2 separate regions of the Mustela erminea genome follow, and region 1 is linked to region 2. A link is a contact called in public Hi-C data. All regions are on one chromosome and are shown on one strand. Each heading gives the region's core, a stretch centred on a gene start, on an enhancer-like site or on the middle of the called end of the contact. The rest is flanking DNA. Distances are from core to core; before and after follow the strand shown. Region 1 overlaps ACIN1 (apoptotic chromatin condensation inducer in the nucleus). Region 2 holds the start of AJUBA (LIM domain-containing protein ajuba).

Evidence for each region. A called contact is a pair of places that touch in the nucleus more often than the background predicts.
Region 1: a contact with region 2 is called in a Hi-C map of fibroblasts, with 3 times the contacts expected there. The contact joins the enhancer-like site here to the promoter of AJUBA in region 2. A contact is called at or near these places in 3 of 3 Hi-C or Micro-C datasets (fibroblasts, skeletal muscle and spleen).

The regions. Positions count from the first base shown.
Region 1 is chr5:74,814,840-74,819,137 of mMusErm1.Pri, reverse strand. It overlaps ACIN1 (apoptotic chromatin condensation inducer in the nucleus), which reads left to right. Exons shown (of 19, transcript XM_032343823.1): 9 at 3,663-3,804. Among named protein-coding and RNA genes, the nearest start is that of CDH24, 11 kb to the right of the region's middle. Within about 2 kb of position 1,682, the one cell type or tissue checked has open chromatin away from gene starts, as enhancers often do. A contact at or near this core is called in fibroblasts, where this site is marked.
Region 2 is chr5:74,737,068-74,741,202 of mMusErm1.Pri, reverse strand. It overlaps AJUBA (LIM domain-containing protein ajuba), which reads left to right and starts at 2,659. Exons shown (of 8, transcript XM_032343818.1): 1 at 2,659-4,075. The coding sequence starts at 3,040.

The DNA of each region.
Region 1 (4,298 bases), core at 433-2,932, 79 kb before region 2:
ACACAATGACAGCCTAGTTCAGAAATATTTACTGACCATTTCTTTGTGTTAGGCCCTGGGCTAGGGTTGAGAAATGTAGTCCCTGACCCTGAGGAGTCCTACAAGGTGGAGGTGTGGGGCAAGTCATCCAGCGGTTATTATAAAGTGATGAGGTCCTTGCTGAAAACCTGTCAGACCAACTACTGAGTGCCTTCACATCAGAGAAAGTGCAGTCTACTCTTTGAGAAAACTCAGAAAAAGCTCCATAGGTGGTATCAAATGAGATAAATGGCATATTAAATGTACATGTTTTTAATGCATATCCTTACCTTGACCTGGAATGTTGTCCAAGCCAGACTTCTGAGGGCAAAGCCTTATCATACTGTTCCATGAGATAGGTATTTTGTGATCCCCACTTTACAGGATCAGAGACTAGCCCAGTGTCACAGAACTTGTGTGGGAACAGGTCAGGTCATGATTGGGCCCTAGCCAGTTTGACTGCAGAGCTCAGAGTCTTAATGAGCAGACAGGGATGACTAAGTGAAAGGGAACTTTTAGAGTAATGTGTAAACATGACCACTTTAGCATGTAGTCAGCATGTACAAGATTCTAAGGAGTGGGGAGGAAAATTTATTCCTGGCTGAAAGCTCTGATACTACAAATGAGATAATAAATACCAAGCTTTTGATTAAATACCTTACTGTTAAACCTCTGCTGCCGCTAGGATGCAAAAGGAGCATCTCTGTAGTCAAAAAAGGAGTCTTTGAGCATCTACTGAGTGTGGTTTTTTTTTGTTTTGTTTTGTTTTTTGAGTGGTTAGAGTCAGCTTATTTCACATTTAGTCTGGTGAAGATGCCCATGATTAATAATTTCCATTTAGTTCCCAAACACTTCAGGCCCAGCAGACAGCCCTCTACACCCCCCCCCCCCACCAACCGCCCATGTAACAGCTCTCTCTGGCTTCCTATCTACTTCGGAGCCCCCACCTTGGAGCCCTTGCTCCAAGAAGTGGCCTTCATGCTTCAGCTACCCAAGGTCCCCTTGCCCTGTTTATCCTTTTCCTTTCTGGCTCCAGTGGACCCCAGGGCAGGGTGACCTGATTAAAGACTCTGTGAAACAAAGTTGTCTGTCATCTCTTCAGAGACATCTCTCCCCCTCTCTACTGGTAATTCAAAAAGGAGCTCTCTTCTATCCTCTCCTCCCGCCATCCCTGGAGAAAAGACAGGTTGGAGTAATAACACGTGGTCATTGCTTAGGGTGAGCAGCCAGCTAGCTCCTCCAGTGATTGGATAGAGCCAGTTCTCATCCCACCTCCCTGCATGAACAGCTGACTGGCTTCTAGGATGGAAGGAGGTGGGCACATGAAAAATTGCTCATGACCCTCCATTCTGTGTCTTTTTAAACTTTGACTTTGTTATCTTCCTTCTTTAGTCATTTTTAATTCCCAAACTCGGCTGTTTCCCTTTCTTCTTTTCTCTGGAATCTTCCAGGCAAGCAGCTGTAACTTTGTATGTCCTCTCCACCCAGCCCCCCGCCCCCGCCCCCTGGGAAGACAAGGAGAGTGCACCCTTTCCCTGTGGGGTTAGGCCTCGGTAGCTGTTGTAACCTGAGAAAAGAAGGAAAAAGGCCAGGCCTCTTGAGCCAGCAGTGAGCTCCCTGTGGCCTGCCAGAGGATAAGAACCTTGCTCACTCAGCGCCCTCCCTCTTCTCTTTCCCCTCCCCTGCTGCAGCAGGGCCCTCCCCCATCCGCACACACGGGCTGCTGGGTAAGTGGCAAGATGGCTCCCCTGCATGTCTCCGGCTGATCGCCGCCGCTCCGCCAATACAATAGAGCCAGCCACTACCAGCAGCCTGGCCCTCTTCCTCCTCCTTCTCCAGAGAGACCAATCCAGCTGAACTCGGGGTTTGCCGTGAGGACTTAACGCTTATCTCTTAAAAGCCAGATCTATTTTAGCCTCCCCTCTCACCACCACCACCACCACCTCCCCTTCCATTTACCATTTTTTGGATCCCCAGTTGCTGCATCTCGATTTTCTCTCTCTGGATCGGGTGGCTGGGGAGGAGGTGGTGGGCTCTTGGGACAAGGAAGGTGTTGCGGGTTTTTTTTTTTAATTTTTAGGATTTTTTTTGTTTGGTTTTTGTTATTTCTTCCATTCCAGAAAGGGATAAACAGCACTTCCAGGGGGAGAAAAAAATCATGTTATCAGAAAGCAAAGAAGGGTGAGAGCTTCACATTTCCATGTATCCCTTTTCCCCACCGCTCTAGCCTACCTCATCCTCCTCCTCTTCCCCATGGCTTTCATTCCGTCTTTTCGTTTTGGTTTGTTTTCAGTCATTCTGCTTTCCCCCTTTGTCCTTCCTGCCTGGTTTCTAATTGGCCCAACTTGCCCTCTCCGTATGGGAAATAGGTATTTTTTGTATAAGTCTTTTCTTTAGATTTAGGCAGTTGAATCGCGTGTTTCTGTGGGTGCCGGATAGCTGGGGGCACAGTTCCGATTTTCCCCTCCCCCTTCCCGTGCATCCCTCCCTGCCTGCTCTGGGGAGGCTGTTCTGACCTCTGAGTGTCAGTCAGCCTATGGGGAATGCTGAATTTTCTGGTGGTGGTTCTCAGTGTGGGGATGCTTCATTTCCCCTCTCCTGGGTCTTGGGCCTCTGATCATCTTAATTTGATTTTTTTTTTCCCCTTAATGTTTTGGGTGGTAGTGGGAGTGAGATTAGAGATAGAAGTTACGAATGAAGACAGAAAAAGGAGATGGGAAGATAGTTTATCTTAAGTGAATCTCTGGGATTCATTCCCTGAAGTGGGAGCTAACTTGTGTGATTCAGAGTGGGGGTGGGGGGATTCAGTATTTGTAGTGGGGAGGGGATCCAGGGTGTGGGGGAGGGTGTGTCCTGACTGGGAGGCCTGCTCTCTTTATCTCTTGGAAGTTGGAATGAGGGAGTGGGAGAAACTGGGCGAAAGCTGAATGTAAGAACAATTCCTACACCTCTGAGAAGGTAAAAGTGGCCTGATTCTTCTCTGAGCCTTCAAACTCCAACATTTGTCATTTTTCCTTTTGGATGAGAGTGTCCTTACTGAAGTTTGAACCCTTACCAGCCCTGCTTTCCCTGCAACCACAGCCTCCCCCCCCCTCCCCAATTTCTCCATTCCTGTTTCCAGATCCTGTGGGTCGGTAGGCCTTATTAAGCAGTTGATTGTAAACACAAGCGTGGGATCACTTGCCACAGCCATTCTTTCTTGTCTTAAGCAGTCAGGCTTCCCTTAATTTCTCATGCAATTTTGTTAAAAGATGCCTGTGGCCAGGGGATAGGGAGGGTATAGGGTTGTGGGCAAATCGGTCACATTTGAGGGACTGTTCAGAGGGCAGTTTTCTTTACTTGTAAGAGTACTCTGTTGAATTGCCTAAAAACAGTTGGTAGTCCTGACCCCACATGTCACAGCTTTATCCCATCTGAGCAGTGGGTGGATGTGGTTGCTACGATCTGTGCTCTTCTCCCAAGGAAAACAGTTTTCCAGTTTTCCTGTGGGGGCAAAGTATCTAGTCTCATCTGAAAAGCAGCTCTCCCAACCCCACCCAAGTGATGAGGCATGGGGGTTTCCTGACCCCAAACCTAACATCTTGCTCTCTCTTCCCCTTGGTTCTTCCCTGCCCTTCCCTCCCTACCTCTGCCCATACTGTCAGTGAGGAGAAGGAGGAAGTGACCATGGACACAAGTGAAAACAGACCTGAAAATGAGGTTCCAGAACCCCCCGTGCCTATTGCAGACCAAGTCAGCAATGATGACCGCCCAGAGGGCAATGCTGAAGATGAGGAGAAGAAAGAGGTAAATTTCCAAGCCACCTGTTGGGGTGGGTGGACAGGAGCGGGCCGAGGAGAAAGAGTTAGAACACTTTGGTAATCACTCTTACACAGTGGGATAGCTTAAAGGAGGGGGTAGGCAGATTTGGATCAGGATAGGGCCAAGGGAGAATTCGCTGGTTTAGCAAGGGAGACCCCTTGTGATGGGGACAGGGTTCATTCATTCCTCTTTTTTTGTTGGGGAAGTGCAGTCCAGACTGTTGGAAGTTTGTAACTAAAGGACAAGTCAGTTAATGGCCCTTTATCCAACACCCAGGCCCAGTTTTCCTGCTATCCTCTCAGGCTTCTCCCTGTGGTAACTGTTAGCTTTCCCTCCTTTTTAAAAGCCTGTGGGGGCTCACCGCCATCTAGTGGGCTTTGGTGGTTCTCAGCTGATGAACTGTGCTGAGGAATTTTTGTTCCTCCTCTGCCCTCTAGTGGTCATATCGGAGAGATATAGCTACTTAAGAAGCCCGCACT
Region 2 (4,135 bases), core at 1,410-3,909:
GGCGTGAGCCAGAGGGGAAGGGTAGGCCGGGAGTCTTCCAAACAAGGGAATAGCAAGGACGAAAGTCCAGAGGCAAGAGAGAGCACAGAGGAGTTGCCATCGTCCTGCAGAACAGTTTGAGGAGGGACTGGTGCATAGAGAAGCTGGAGAGACACACAGACCTCGTCTAGTTCGAAGGCAGTGAGAAATCATTCAAGGGTGTCTAGCAGGGAAATGAGATGATCAGTTTTGTGTTTGAGAAGAATCCCTTGTCCTCGGTAGGAGATGGATGGCAGGGAGAAACCCAGGTCTGGGTGTGGGGCTGCTGGGGGGTATTCTGCAGTGGCTCAGGAGAGGAAACGTCTGGTCAGAAAGTGATGGTAAGAGGAGGACAGATTTGGAAGTTATTTAAGAAGCTGAACTGAGAGGATTTGGTGACTGACAGGCTTGGTGATGAGAGTTGGTTGGACCTTAGATGGAGGGAGGAGGACAGAAGGTTGGTGTTCCCGTTTCGGGCTTAAGCAGCTAAGTGCTTAAGGTGCCATTTCTTCAGGGGATGCTGGAGGAGCCAGTTTCGGGAGGCAGGGAAGGTGAAGTCAGTTGAGAGTGTTGTATGCCTTTGAGACAGCCAAGTAGAGATGCTAGCGGTCAGCTGAGTTTTTAAATCTAAGAAAGTCTGGGCTAAGGGCCCAGTCAATGGAGCATGCAACTCTCTATCTCAGGGTCATGAGTTCAAGCCCCAGGCTGGGTGTAGAGCTTCCTTATAAAAGAAAAAATGTCTGGGAGCCATCTGTGTACACAATTCATAATTCAAGTCTTGAGGAGGGAGAACAAGGCCTGTGGAGCTCCCGGCTCTAGTCGAGACTATGGAATGGTTACCCTGAGGTCCTAAGCACTCTGGAGCGTGCCTTCAGTGCCTCCTTCCGCCCCTTCACTTGTCTCTGGTTCTTGTTATCCCCTGAAAACACAGGTGGTTGGTCCCAGCTGGGCCCATTGCTGCCACCACCAACTCCCACAGGGGCTTCCTTTAAAGGCTTCTCAACTTTTCCTAAGGTTCACTCTCCCATCCCCACTCCAAAGTGGGAAAGCTTCCAAATATAAGAGGCTCTGTGGATATTTTGGTTGTAAGTAGTAGGAAGGAAGAATCCAAGTTCTCTTTCCCCATCTGGAGACAGGAAAGGAGGGAGATGTCACTCACAGCGGGTTCTGGATGCAACCTGATAGCTCCCCTCTGTTACTAATGCTTTCAGTGTTCCCAGCTTCTAGTCTGATACTGAACTCTCCTCTGGATCAGAGAAAAGCTGTAGGCCTGACAGGGAAAGAGAGAGGCTGGTTCTCCAGAGAGATGAGGTCAGGGAGACAATGCAGCTAGGACAAAGAAGCCAAATAGTTTGTGCCAAATTAATTTCCCCAAAGATATTAACTTCCTTTGCTTCCCCATTCCCTAAGGCTACACTAAGATTAGGAAAGGTGTTCAAAATGTTGAAATGAAAATAATATGCATGATTTGTTTGCATATAATTTTCATGCTCATTTACTATCTAAATACAAAGGAATCATTTCCTTCCCCATTCTACCTCCTCTGCTCCTTGCCCCTGATACGCTAGTCAGGGCAAAATCAGTTGCACTGGTATTTAATTAGACACGTTTAGTTTCAGCCACCTTTTCTTCCTTTCCTTATTCTTCATTTTTCCAGTACGTCCAACACTAGAAGCCTTCTCTTTCCCTTTTCCACCCTGATCATTTTCACTTGCTAGATCGTCTAAATGACATTTCTTTTCTTCCTTTTTAATGCTTACCCTTTATCACAATCTCCTGTGGGCCCACCATCAGGGAGGGGTCCGTTAGCCCTAACACCAGGCCTCCCATCCCCCTTTTCGCCTGAGAGAGTTGCTAAAAATCTCTCTTCCCAACACCAGGGGGTGTCTTCTAGTCCTCTAACCGTTCTACCCGGACGGTAGGGATGAGTCCCAACCCTCTTCCTCACTATTTTTGCATAGACACCAAAGTTCCTTCCCTCCCTACCGTCGCGGAGCTTTGGGTTCAGAAAGTGGTGTTATTTTATTGCAGTTTATCTGTTGAGCTCTCATTCTGTCTGGACTTGGACAAATTTGCCTTTTTCGCAGTCTGCTCATCCTTCGGTCTGCGCACCACCCACGATTTCCTCCCTTTGCTCCAGCTCCCCCTTTCTTTCGCTACCTGTCTTCCACCACCTCTCTACGTGGGCTTCCTCGCCCTTCTGGACTCTTCCCATACGCGTCTCTGACCTCTTTATGTATCTACCTTTCTCCCTGCCCCCTCTTTATGGGTCTCATTACTTCTGTGCCGGTCTCTCTTCATCTCTCCCACAGTCCCCACAGTAGGAACAAAGTCACGATGTTTGCGCAGAACATGCCTCGCGTCGCCCCGTCAGGGACCGCGACATTCCACCGTGCCCCTCCGCGCATTCCAACTGCAAACAAAGAGTTCCTTGCCCCCCTCCCCCACTTTTCCCGGTCCCACTTCCTGAGAGATGTAGTAGCAGCTGCCCAAACTGCCCCTCGGCCTCCCTTCGTCTCCGGTCGTTGGGTCTCCACCTCCAGGGAGTTAGCACCAGCACCACCCTCCCCCTCCGGCGCACTAGAGATCCCTGCGCAGGCACCCCCGTTCCTCTCGCACACAGCGCTCCGCCCCTCCCGGAAAGTAGATCCGGCCAGGCAGACAAAAGTTTGGGAGAGAAGTTCGGTCTGTGCTGAGTGTGAGAGCGAGGGGGGCGGGGGCCGGGGAGAGTGGGGCGGCTGGGCGAGTGGACGCGTGAACAGACTGACCTGCGGATGGGACAGCCGCGGCCGTAGGCCCTTCTAGCCCCGCTTAACTCCTGATGCGCGGGGGGAAGCAGCCCCTCTCGCTGGGGGATGCTGCGGGATTCCCGGTACCGGGCATCTGGGCCGCCCGCTGACCCCCTGTGCCTACCCCGTGCCCCCGGGGAACCGGAGTCCGGCCGCTGGAAAAGAGAAGCGGCCGCCGAGAAGCTGCAGGGTGCCCGGCGGGGAGGGGGCTGGAGGCCCCAGGCCCGAGGGCATGGAGCGGTTAGGGGAGAAAGCCAGTCGCCTGCTGGAGAAGTTAAGGCTCTCCGACTCCGGCAGCGCCAAGTTCGGCCGCAGAAAGGGTGAATCTAGCCGGTCTGGGTCTGATGGGACCCCCGGGCCGGGCAAGGGGCGTCTGAGTGGGTTGGGGGGGCCTAGGAAATCAGGGCCCCGTGGAGCTACTGGGGGACCTGGGGATGAGCCGTTGGAGCCAGCCCGGGAGCAGGGCCCCCTGGACGCTGAGCGGAACCCGCGCGGCTCCTTTGAGGCGCAGCGCTACGAGGGCTCCTTCCCCGGGGGGCCGCCTCCCACCCGGGCCTTGCCTCTACCTCAGTCATTGCCCCCCGACTTTCGGCTGGAGACCACGGCCCCAGCTCTAAGCCCACGCTCCAGTTTCGCCAGTAGCTCAGCCAGCGACGCCAGCAAGCCGTCCAGCCCCCGGGGTAGCCTGCTGCTGGACGGGGCGGGGGCAGGCGGAGCCGGAGGTAGTCGACCCTGCAGCAATCGCACCAGCGGCATCAGCATGGGCTACGACCAGCGCCACGGCAGCCCCCTGCCCGCCGGGCCCTGTCTGTTTGGCCCACCCTTGGCTGGGGCTCCAGCGGGGTATTCCCCTGGAGGGGTGCCGTCCGCCTACCCGGAGCTCCACGCCGCCCTGGACCGATTGTGTGCTCACCGGCCCGCGGGGTTCGGCTGCCAGGAAAGCCGCCACTCCTATCCCCCGGCCCTGGGCAGCCCCGGAGCTCTAGCCGGGGCCGGAGTGGGAGCGGCAGGGCCCTTGGAGAGACGCGGGGCGCAACCCGGACGACACTCAGTGACCGGCTACGGGGACTGCGCCGCGGGCGCCCGATACCAGGATGAGCTAACAGCGTTGCTGCGCCTGACGGTGGGCACGGGTGGGCGAGAAGCCGGCGCCCGCGGGGAACCCTCGGGGATTGAGCCGTCGGGTCTCGAGGAACCGCCAGGTCCTTTCGTTCCAGAGGCCGCCCGGGCCCGGATGCGGGAGCCGGAGGCCAGAGAGGATTACTTCGGTGAGTCAAAGAAGTGGTTAGGGACGGGACAGGACGGGACCCATCACCGCCTTCCTTTCC